Regions from separate parts of the Sus scrofa genome. Here region 2 is linked to region 1. The links are chromatin contacts, called in public promoter capture Hi-C maps. All regions are on one chromosome and are shown on one strand. Each heading gives the region's core, a stretch centred on a gene start, on an enhancer-like site or on the middle of the called end of the contact. The rest is flanking DNA. Distances are from core to core; before and after follow the strand shown.

Region 1 (6,126 bases), core at 1,211-3,710:
CAAGCACAAGGACTGGATGTTTTGGGGGACAGTGGAGCTTCCCATCAGTCTGGAGAACTGGACCCTCAGAAAGACAAATGCTTCTCGAGCACTGCCAGGCTTAAGTCTACTCTTTGCCCCAAGTTCTCCATGTGTGTTCTGGGAGACCAGCCACATTGTGATGAGGCCAAGGCTGTGGAATTCCCACACACGGACACTGAGGCACTGAAGAAACTCAACAAGAATAAGAAACTGGTGAAGAAGCTGGCCGAGAAGTACAGCGCCTTGGAGTTCCCGTTGTGGCGCAGTGGTTAACGAGTCCGACTAGGAACCATGAGGTTGCGGGTTCCATCCCTGGCCTTGCTCAGTGGGTTAAGGATCTGGCGTTGCAGTGAGCTGTGGTGTAGGTTGCAGATGCAGCTGGGATCTCGTGTTGCTGTGGCTCTGGCATAGGCCAGTGGCTACAGCTCCGATTCGACCCCTAGCCTGGGAGCCTCCATATGCCGTGGGAGCGGCCCTAGAAAAGACAAAAAGACAAAGGAAAAAAAAAAAAAAAAAAAAAAAAAAGAAGCACAATGCCTTTTGGGCTTCAGAGTCTCCGATCAAGCAGATCCCACAGATCCTAGGCTCACGGCTGAATAAGTCTGGCAAGTTCCCTTCCTTGCTGACCTACAATGAGAATACAGTGGCCAAAGTTGATGAAGTGGAGTCCACGATCCAGTTCCAGATGAAGAAAGTGCTGTGTCTGGCAGTGGCTGTTGGCCGCGTGAAGATGACAGAGGGTGAGCTTGTGTACAGCCTCCACTGAGCTGTCAACGTCCTGGTGTCATTGCTCAAGAAAAACTGGCAGCATGTCCAGGCTTTGCACATTAAGAGCACCACGGGCAAGCCCCAGTGCCTGTACAGCTTAAGAAACCACCTGCCACCATTAAAAAAAAATTCATACATAAACTCACATGGATTATCAACCACGTTTTATTTCAACAGCAAATCATTGGCTTGTGTCACTAGGTTACATTGTTTTGAGAAGGCCCCAGAAATAAGGTTTAATAATCACTATTCAATTGAACGGTAGCTTGAGAGTACAAGTCTAGTGGCTTAAAAATGCCACCATTTGGGAGTTCCTGGCGTGGCTCAGTGGTTAACGAATCCGACTAGGAACCATGAGGTTGTGGGTTCGATCCCTGGCCTTGCTCAGTGGGTTAAGGATCTGGTGTTGCCATGAGCTGTGGCTTGGATCCTGAGTTGTAGGCTGGCGGCTACAGCTCTGATTAGACCCTTAGCCTGGGAACCTCCATATGCTGCAGGAGCGGCCCAAGAAATGGCAAAAAAAAAAAAAAAAAAAAAAAAAAAAAAGAAAAAAAAGCCACCATTTGTCGCTAATCTTTGTCAAGACTACTCCGAACTACTGAAGTAAATTGTGTATTGAAGCTGTTAGAAGTGTGCAGATGGCGATCACAACTGCCATTTCACATTAGATGTAATAAAAAAAAACAGGAACCTGTTGCTGTGGAGGGAGAGAGGAACTGAGCAGATGGAAGACAAGAAAACTTTTTTTTCGGAGTTCCCGTCGTGGCGCAGTGGTTAACGAATCCGACTAGGAACCATGAGGTTGCGGGTTCGGTCCCTGCCCTTGCTCAGTGGGTTAATGATCCGGCGTTGCTGTGAGCTGTGGTGTAGGTTGCAGACGCGGCTCGGATCCTGCGTTGCTGTGGCTCTGGCGTAGGCTGGTGGCTACAGCTCCAATTCGACCCCTAGTCTGGGAACCTCCATATGCCGCGGGAGCGGCCCAAGAAATCGCAACAACAACAACAACAAAAAAGACAAAAAAAAAAAAAAAAAAAAAAAAAAAAAAAAAAAAAAAAGAAAACTTTTTTTTCTTTGAACACTTTTCACTGTATATCTTTTTATACTTCTGATTTTTAAGCCATGTGCGGTATTCTTTCAAATGTAAGTAAAAGCCACTGTTCAACTTTATCATAAACCAGTGATTACTTAGGGATGCATTATGATATGATAGTAAAGTATTTCTGTGAGGATTCTTCTGAAGCTGGGCTCTGCTTTTTTTTAAAAAAATTGAAAAATCATTGTTGTAGGAAAACGCTCTTTGCTCAATCACGAACCCGCCCCGGCCCGGACCCGGACCAAAGGTTTGGCTCTGGCACGGGGGCGCTGCAAGGAGACTTCCCAAGCAGCAGGTGGCGCTGCGAACACCGCAAGCACCTCCCCTCAACACCTTTTTTTCTCAGCAATGGCGGGTGATGGTGGGGTCCTTTTTCTAGGGGTGGCTATTCTGGAGCCTGACCCCAAGTGCGGACGGGTGTTCCCACCCCCGCGGGGCCGCTGGCCCCGAGGAGGGTTGGAGAAGACCACGGAGCTCTCCGTGCATTCTTCCGCTGGGCGGCGGTGGCGGCACGGAAGACACAGGCCGGGGGAGAGTCGGCGCCGGGCGGCAGGCGGGACAGAGGGCAGCCCCGGGGCGGGCGGGGTCCTGGGTGAGAAGCGAGCCGGCGGCCTGAGGAGGTGACTGACTGAGCGGGGCACCGGGGCAGCCAGGAGACGCGGCGGAGCGAGCGGGTCCTGAGCTGACATATACACGGCGCGGCCGGGGCGGCGAGCGAGCGAGCGGGCGGGCGAGTGCGGGGCGCAGCCATGATCACCTCAGCCGGTGAGTGCGGCCGCAGCCGGCGCCGAAAGGAAGGAGGCGCCACGCCGGCTTTTAGCTGAGTCAGGGCCGGTGACTGGGCACCTCCCGGCGGAGCGCCGGCCGCGCGGCCGCCCGCCGCCCGAGGCCCACCCCCGGGCCGGGGGCTGGCAGTGTGGCCCGGCCTCTCTGTGGGCCCCGGGACCTCGTCCGGTTCGGGGGACTCGCGCTGGGTTGACCGCCTCGTCATCCCTCCTCCGCAGCCACACCCCCGTGCTCGGACCCGAGGGGCGCCCTGGACCCTTCTCCCACCCTGACGGGTTTTTCCTAAACTCCATCCCTCCCGAGGTTGGCCGTGCGGGGCCGTCCGATGCCAGCCCTTCCTTACAGGTGGTTAGGATGGGGTGGGCCCCCTTTGCGGGACAGTAAGGTAGCCTCTGGCTACCTAAGTGCTTCCCGGTCTGACCCAGCTCCGTTCTCCTTAGAGTGAAATCTAAATTAAGTCAGGTGTGAGACGGGTCATTTCCAGGTCTGTTCCAAGGATATTTAGTTAAAGCACTTAGGGAACTTTTGTGTTCGTTGAGGACCGCATCCTGAAGACGGTTATTATACTGAGAATCAGCCTCTGGTTTTGAGGCTCCATGATCAGTGAATGTTCTGCTTGGACGAAGAAAGAGCTCCTGGGCGGGCGGAGCAGGTGCCCTACACTCAACCATTGTGTGGGTAGATTCGTGGAATGACGTTTGCAATGGGATGTTACAGGGGTCAAGTTTGGGGTGAAGTGTGAGCCCCCACTAGGGATCGCTTTGCACGTAGCTGTCCACAGCCTCTGGGGCCTTTTTCCTCTCTTGCTCACATGCGCTTTTCTGGTCCTGATTTGCTGTCTTCATGTCCCACAAGTGTTTTGTTGTAAACAAACTAGTCAGACGGCAGTTAACCATGTGTTTATAAGGCTTGCTTAAAAAAGTTGGTGGCAACAGTGGGAGACAGGATCGTTACTTTTAAAGACCTGAGGAGCTGTCACTTGTACATGGAAGTAGACTTTTTCCCCCAAGGGGTACATATGATTGGGAGATGAATTGTAGTACAACATTGGGAAAGGCTTTTCCCCATCAGAGCTCTCTAAAGATAAAATAAGCACTAAATTTCCTGCCACCTGTAAATGGAGGCCTCATTGTTTTTCAGATTCATCATCTTAGCCCCTCCCGCCTTCATCTCTTGCCTGGGTCGCTTTGACAGCCTGGAGATTTTGTTTTCCACCATTACCTCTATACAGTCCATTCTTCTTGAGTATTCTTTTTAAAACCTTGATCACATAATATCCTTTACAGTTCTTCAGTGCTTTTCATTGTGCTTATAATAAAATATCCAGATTGTTAACTGAAAACTTACATGATCTGATTCCTACCTTGTCTTGTACTGCTCTTTTCCTCCCTGTGCTCTGGTCATACTGGCCTTTCTCTTCCTTAAGTCAGTTTCTGTCCCACTTCAGGACCCTTGCCCATTCCTCCTGCACTTTTTAGACTCCTTTTCAAGTTTTCTCTTAGTTTCCCAATCACTGGTTTCAGCACAAGTGTTAGTCTTTCTTTTCTGATCATTCTGTTAAAACATGCTGCTTCTTTCACCCTCAACTGTCCCCTCCCTTCATTACAAGCCCTGTAATTACTTCGTTTACTTGTCTGATTACTGTCTTTCTCTCTGTGTAGAATTTTGGGTGGGAAACTTGTCATTTTCATAATTCTTAGAACACTGCTGAGCAGATGGCAGAAGTTCAAAGGTATATCTTTTCTTTTTTCTTCTTTTCTTTTTGTCTTTTTAGGGCAACATTTGCAGCATATGGAGGTTCCCAGACTAGGGGTCTAATCGGAGCTGTAGCCGCTGGCCTGCACCACAGCCACAGCAACTCAGGATCCAAGCCGTGTCTTCAACTTAACACCACAGCTCACCTCAATGCCGTATCCTTAACCCACTGGTAGAGGCTAGGGATTGAAGCCGCGTCCTCATGGATGTTAGTCAGATTAGTTTCCCAAAAGTGTATCCTGAATGAAGAAATCAGTCAACTAATCAAATCAATAAATCAGTCCCTAGAGTTTTTAAAGTAGAGACTAAAAAAGCATTTGGTGGGGATACAATAGAATGTAAACCAAATAATTTTTGAGGTCCTCCTCTGAGACTCTGATGATAGTATGGTGTGTGTTGGTTAATCTCATTTGTCATATTTACTGGATTGAATTACTTATCAGCTTCTGCTCCAAACCTTTTATTATCTGGTTTCCTGTCTTTTGGTTGGTTCACTGTGGCTTAGGATAGGTCCCAGGTACTAAACAGAACCTAACAGGTTCTAGTTTGGATTAGTCAGTTGATTTGTTCATTTATTCGTTAGGCACTTGCAAGGCACTAAGAACACAATGGTGAATAAAAAGTCAACACGTATTGTGAAGTTTTTCAAGAGGTTTGGCTGTGAAGGGGAGTGGAGAGAGAGAGATGGTGGGAGGGAGATGTGAGAACGAATTTTTTTTTAACATAATACAGTCACATAAAGGAAAATTATTCATAGAAGCTTTAAAGCAATAGTCTCCCACTCCGCTCTCCCTTTTCATATTCCTTGAGGCAACCGTTTTCAACTTTTAAGCTGTGTCTTCTACAATATATATCTTCATATTTATAAATAATATGCTGTTTAAAATAATGCTATAGACTGATTCAATTATTTCATTTATTTATTTATTTATTTTTAATTTATTTTTTTACCTTTTCTAGGGCCTCTCCCACGGCATATGGAGGTTCCCAGGCTAGGGGTCTAATCAGAGCTGTAGCCTCCAGCCTACTCCAAAGCCACAGCAACGTGGGATCCGAGCCACATCTTCAGCTTAGACCACAACTCACAGCAACGCCGGATCCTTAACTCACTGAGCAAGGCCAGGGATCGAACCCGCAACCTCATGGTTCCTAGTCGGATTCATTAATCACTGAGCTACAGTGGGAACTCCTGATTCAACAACTTTAGATAAAATCTGCTGACTTCATACTACGACATAAGAGATTTTTTAGCATCCTTTCCCATTTCCCAGGTGTGCTTCCTCCCCTCATCTGAAGGAAAGTTCTGTTTTGTTATTGAGGTGGGAAATGTTTGTGGATGGAGTGTAGAGTATTTGGCTTAGTTGTGTTCCGTGGACAACAGCCACATTTCTAAGCCAGGACAACCATGTAGCACATTAGTCCTAAGTGAAACCAAACAGCAGAGTATAAAGAGATCCATCACCTCTTTTGGTAAAAGCAATTCAAATATACCATTGATTGATAATTAAGGGTATGGGTCGCATTTTTAGTATTTTGATAAAGTGTCCTGCCATTTATGATTTGTTCTGCAGATCAGTACCCTTGTCTGTCAGCTCTTCCACATCATTAGTTCATAGTCACACACATGCATGCCCATTGCGTGCTTTAATTTGTCTTTTCTTCATTACTGTCAATTTAGCCTCTGTATTCTGGGTTTGTTATAC
Region 2 (6,126 bases), core at 1,850-4,349, 370 kb after region 1:
TCATCACTGTCTTCTTTCTTGGCATTCTTGCCATTCTTTGCCCCCTTAGCTGGAGCGGCTGCTCCCTTCTTACCAGAGGTTGCCACCAATGCTTTGGCTGGTGTGGCTCCCTTCTTGCCAGGTGTGGCTACTGCTTTGGCAGGTGTAACTGTCTTCTTGGCTGGTGTAGCCGCTGCCTTTTTGCCAGGAGTGACAACTGCTTTCTTGGCCGGTGTGGCAGCCGCAACCTTTTTTGTGGGGGAAACCATCACCTTCTTTGCGGGAGTTGGGGTAGCCTTTTTGCCTTTCTTCTGAGGAATAATAACCTTGATAATAAATAAAAACAAGCATAAGCCTGTTTCCAAACTCAGAGAGCCTTGGTCCATAACTGAATGCTTGATTGTAACCCTGCCTCTAGTTCAAGACATGCATTAGATGACAGCACATTAAACTGTAAGGGCACAGAACACATCCTCTGTACAGCTGAAGTCACAGTCCTCAGCTTAGAGCAGTCCCTGACAGGGACTCTGAAAACAGACTGTCTGGATGCCACATGCCAGAGTGGTTTTAGCAAAGGTTTTACATCTTCATTTTATGCCTCAAGAGTCTTTGTATTTGAAAATAACTCAACTTTACACACTCCTTTAAGGATTTCAAGCTGACACATGTAACCAAATACCTCACACAGACAATGGACTACCTGTTAGGCGTTATTAAATCATTTGGGGCTCTCATTGTGGATGGAGATAAAAGTTCACTCAACCCATATTCTTAGGACCAAAAGAGAAAACGAACACCAAATAATCAAGCTGCAGTCATGCCTCAAAAATTTAATACAAACCAAAGAAAGCATATTAGCTTGGTAAAAAAAAATCATCATTTATCTATATGTAAGTCACACTCCAAACCACTTTTTGTGGACTATATAGGTTTTATCAGGTTATGTGTGTCTAGATAAAATCTTTACTAAGTTCTAAATTAGAAATATGAGCAATATAGCAATTAGTTTAGTTGCCTTTACAGTAGCTAGGAGTGATAAACAGTCAATGTTAACCAAATACAAGGTGGTGACCCTAAATCCACACGCTAATTTAACGGTGATTAGTACTACCAAGCCCATATAGGATAACAGAGACCAATTAATCCTACTTGGCGGGGGGCTAAGAGAGAAATCTGGTAACGCTAACCTCAGACCTGTATATAATGCTCAGAGCTGGCATTTGAGGGACAGTTAACTGTCTGGGCTGTTTCTCCATCTGGTATATATGGCTAACATGTTGAAACTGGAAACCTGCAATGACTTAATCCAATATAATCACACCAAATCCTACAGGAGGCACATGAAAACTCCAGGCCTTTTCTCTCTCAAGTTCTTTCCAATACTTTGCCTTATGGTATCCTGACAGGTCAATAAAAAGTTTGGGAAACACTCAACCTTTACAACAGTACACGTTATGAATATAACCCGAGACTTGCCAGTATTTTCAGATATTCAACACCAACTCCTCCCATCCTCCATTTTATAGTTTAAGACAACTCGGCACTGAGTACCTCTTCTCCGCTGCTATCATCCTCCTCATCGTCTGACATTTCTTCATCTTCACTGTCTTCTTCTACCTCCTTTGGGGGAGGAGCCATTTTCTTGGGGTCGCCTTGATTTTTACCGGCCTAAAACAGACACAAACATAAGTGCGTTACACCTTCCACATTTCTGACCATTCTTCATAGTAAAATGGCAGTCATCTTGCTTAAAACCCCCTTTTCATACTTAAATACAATTAACACAAAAACTATTCTTGATATCAATGTTAATATTAGTAGACAAATTCTAAACTCCCCGCATATTTCCTGTCAGGTTCTACAAATACCAACCTTAGGTAAAAAGTCAAGGAAACACTCTCCCTCTCCCTGCTGCCTTCCCTAAGCGCACCCGTTTTATAACTATACCCCCAGATCCTTGAATAACGGCCAAAAAATTTTTCATATAGCCTACAATCAGACCTCTGTAACCGCAAGTATGAATAGCCCTTCAGCCAGGAGAAAATACCTTAAAAAAAAAAAAATCCTTGGGGTTAAAGTGTGGCACTTAATTCCACCCCCCTCATCTGGATTTAAATTAAGGCAGCCTTTAAAAAAGAATTTGCACAGAGTTTCCGGGTGGCTCAGCGGGTCAAGGATCTGGCATTGTCACTGCTGTGGCTCAAGTCACTGCTGTGGTGCGGGTTCAATCCCTGGCCCAGGAAAGTTCTGTATGCTACCGATGCGGCAAAAAAGTAAAAAAAAAAAAAAAATTTAAACAATTCACATCTTAACCTTTAATCTTCCACTAAGTCTTTCCCCGAGGTATCAACCCCGCCCCTTTCAGCCCCCGCAGGACCACGTGGAGTAACTTGCAGGCCACCATGGGCGCACAGGTTGGCGCAAAAAGCACGCGGCAGGGCCTCCTTCCTGGAGACCACCTAGAGTCCGCCCGCCCGGTCTGAGCCAAGACCCCATGGGCCGCCGCTCCCCGCCCGAGGGTCCAGTCCCCTCCGCAGGCACCGGGACCCAAGCGGCGAGGCCCACGTGGCGGGCCGCGCATGGGGACACGTGCGTCCGGAGGCGGGGCGCTGCTCCGGCCCGTCGCAGGAGTTTGCCCTCATCCGTTCACTCCGAGGCCCAGAGCCCCCTCCCCGTTCTCAACCCCTAAGTCCCACCCCGCCATATCCACCATTCGCGACACCTGCTGAAGCTCTTCACCTCGCCATCAAGCAGCCAAGAGCCGCGAGACCTCCCAGCTAATCGCGCGAGACTTCCCGCAGCATGGCGCCCTCGAACGCGCCCGGGACGGCGCGCAGGCCCTCCTGGCGGCGCCGCGCGCGCGCGCTCTCCTCGGAAAACAGGCCTCAATGTCCGTGCTCGCACCGACAAAACCTCTTACCTTTGCGAGCTTTACCATGATGGCGGCGGAGTGTGTAGCTGGCGAGTGGCGCAGGTGAGCCCAGAGGAACCCAAGCAACCTCGATGGCGGCCACTAGAACTGAAGATCCCAGAGCGCGTACGCTTAGCTGCCAGCTAGAGCTCGAGACTGAGACGAAAGACTGAGCCTGCCCAGTAATCGCCTCTGGAAAGGCGACGACGGCACCTCGTGACTCCGCTTCGACCAACCAGAGTTCGCGCTCCTCCCACAAGCCAATCGCGATCCTCTACCCGAGAACGGCGCGGGGCGGGGCGCGGGCGGGAGTGGGCGGGCCAAGGAGGCCAGAGAAGGGGGAGGGGATTCGTGGCGGCGCCCTGGGGGCGGGACCCGCTTTGTGCAAGGGCAGCGCTGATTGGACCGTGGGCGCGCGGTTCCCGGAGTGCCCATCCACTGCCCGCGCTCTCGGCGCTTGCGCCGTGGGACGGACATTTTTGGCGCCGCTTGTTCCCCGAACTCGGGGCGTTGAATATGGATGGCCTCGGGTTTCCGAACTTGTCTGGGACCCTCTCTACTAGAGAGGTCTTGCGCTTCCTGGGAGGCCTCATGCGCGGCCCCGGTCCGCACTCTTCGATAAGAATTTGCTCCTTTTATCCGCTGATGAGCCCCCCGGAAATTTAGGGTCCACCCACGTTAAGGGCCCACCTTCGTCCCGCACGCTAACGAACCAGGAGCTAGAAAGCCCCTGTGTGCTTGAGACTGCCTCCAAAGGGACTCCCAGCCAGACCACGTGCCTGAAGCTGCCGCTGGAGTTTGCTGTAAGCAGCGAGAAAACAGTATTCAATTTCAAGAAACCTTGCACTAGATAGTTTTCTCTACAGGGAGCACCTCAGTGGTCACCGGGATAGGGTGGGGAGAAGTTGTTGGTCAAGCCAACCGCAGAGCAGGGCCTTTAGCCACTCAAAAGTTTCTTCTTTGTTATTTGGACTAAAGCACCTATTAAAAAATGGTGGCTGCTACGATAGTGTCAGCAGATGGTCCAGGAGTCTGACAAAACAGTCAAAGGAAGGTACCCTGGCGAAGGCACGGAAGATTGCCTTTGCGTTGTGCTTTTGCCATTTATTCAGATGGGTCATTGTGGCAAAACTTAGTGTCAAACTTAAAACCAGAGCACTCTCGTTGGTTTAGAGCCCGTGCAGGTAGGATGATTCCGTCCTGGGCGTCTGGTACCTAACTGTTAACAAAACTGGGATACTTTCAGCTATGATGATATTTCCCCAACTGAGCTAGTGTTCAGAACCACCTCTGGAGTTTCTAATTAAAGAGGTCTGGGATTGGGCCCAGGATTTTGTATTTTAACAAGGGCCTGTGGGGATTCTTGTGAGCAATCAAGTTATTTTGCAATTCTTACTAGAACTCTCCTGAGACTAAATGAAAAGGAAGCCCACAGATACCCACTGGGGCTCTCTGATCAGCAAAGAGGCTGGGGCCAGTTCTATGGTCTGCACCCTTCTTTCTCGTGATCTGTGAGAAAGGTTTTCTGATTTTGAACTCGGATGGGGGCACAGAAAGAACTGCATAAGCCAAAGCATGGCGAAATGCAGTAAGAGCCCAGTGGTTGTTTTTCTTTTGTTGTCTTTTTAGGGCCACAACCTTTGCATGTGGAAGTTCGAGGTCTAGGGATCAAATTGGAGCAACTCAGGGTCAGAGCCGCATCAGTGCCCTACACCACAGCTCACAGCAATGCTGGATCCTTGAACCCACTGAGCAGAGCCAGGGATCGAACCCGAGTTCTCATGGATACTAGTTGGGTTCAGTACCACTGAGACACAACTGGAACCCCATGACTGTAGTGTTTACAAGCCATGTGGCACAGGGCAAGCTTAGCACACGCTTGGAAAGAGGCTGGAGAGATAAGCAGTGGGCATGGTCAAGTGACAGGGATGAGTTACAGAAATAGTGGCATGGCTGGCTTGGCATTCAGATCTCAGTTTATACCACCTCTGAAGAGGCCTTTCCCAACTCTACAGTGAGAAGTGCCCCCCACCTAGCATTTAAGGATCTGGTGTTGCCCCTGCTCTGGTGAGGGTCACTGCCGAGGCCAGGGTTCAGTCCCTGGCCTGGGAATTTCCTCATGCCAAAAAAAAAAAGAAAAAGTGCCACCCAGAAGCTCCCTATTATATCACTGAATCCTCTGGAGATACCTACCACTACCTGGCATTTTTCTTGGCTGTTTATTGTCTGTTTGCTCCTTCTCCAGCCAGGAGAACACAGACTTTGTTCTCTGCTGTATTCCTGGCGCCTTAAACATTGCCTGACATAGTGGTGAAAATTATTTGTGGAAGGAAGGAACTATTTAGGTAAAAGGAACAGTGGAGAAAGCCATTATGGCTTAGTGTTCCAGTGCCTTGCGCTGGAGTCAGTCTGGGATAGAAAAATAGTAACAGCTATTACTTATATAATGCTTACGAAGTTCCAAGCACTATTCTAGTTTTATGGGCATGTATCTGTGTATCTTATATACATATGCAAATTAATTTACTCTTAGAAAAAAAGTACCACTGTTTTACAGAAATTGGGGCATAGAGAGGTAAATGAACTTGTTCAGGGTCACATAGCTAAGAACTAGGATTTTTATTTACTTACTTATTTTGTCTTTTTAGGGCTGCACCTGTGGCATATGGAGGTTCCCAGGCCAGGGGTAGAATAGGAGCTGTAGCTGCTGGCCTATACCACAGCCACAGCAACACCAGATGCAAGCCGCATCTGTGACCTACACTTCAGCTTACAGCAACACCAGATCCTTACCTCACTGAGCCAAGCCAGGGATCGAACCTGCGTCCTCATGGATGCGAGTTAGGTTTGTTTCTGTTGAGCCACAAGGGGAACGCCTGGAACTAGGTTTTAAATTGAGACCCTGCTCTGTCATCCCAGTTTCTTCATAAATGGGGATAACAATACCTAACTTGGGGGTTGTTATGAGTATTTAGATGTGTAATAAGTTCTCAGTTAACATTAGCTATTGTTACTATTGACAGACTTGGTGAGTAGAGAAGGAGAAAGGTTCGTTTATTTTCCGTATCTGAGTGTGTATATGCAAGTGGAGTGACACCAGCAGGGCTGCAGGTTTGGGGGAGTTCAGTTTCGGACATACTGAGTGCACAAGGAATACCTATCACTTATGCAGTTGATTCTGCGGAGGTGGTCACATGACTGCAGACACAGGTGGTGTGAGGGACCAGCCTAGAAGA

The links. Promoter capture Hi-C pulls out the DNA fragments that hold promoters and counts their contacts.
Region 2: a contact with region 1 is called in a promoter capture Hi-C map of fetal liver, with 2.2 times the contacts expected there. The contact joins the promoter of NCL here to the promoter of PSMD1 in region 1. A contact is called at or near these places in 2 of 5 promoter capture datasets (fetal liver and fetal skeletal muscle), 1 of 47 Hi-C or Micro-C datasets (fetal skeletal muscle) and 1 of 2 datasets of contacts at active chromatin or transcription factors (alveolar macrophages).

Annotation. Positions count from the first base shown.
Region 1 is chr15:131,805,134-131,811,259 of Sscrofa11.1, forward strand. It overlaps PSMD1 (26S proteasome non-ATPase regulatory subunit 1), which reads left to right and starts at 2,461. Exons shown (of 25, transcript XM_001925902.7): 1 at 2,461-2,647. The coding sequence starts at 2,632. It also overlaps the pseudogene LOC110257098.
Region 2 is chr15:132,171,115-132,177,240 of Sscrofa11.1, forward strand. It overlaps NCL (nucleolin), which reads right to left and starts at 3,100. Exons shown (of 14, transcript XM_021074959.1): 1 at 2,900-3,100; 2 at 1,531-1,647; 3 at 1-305. The coding sequence starts at 2,917.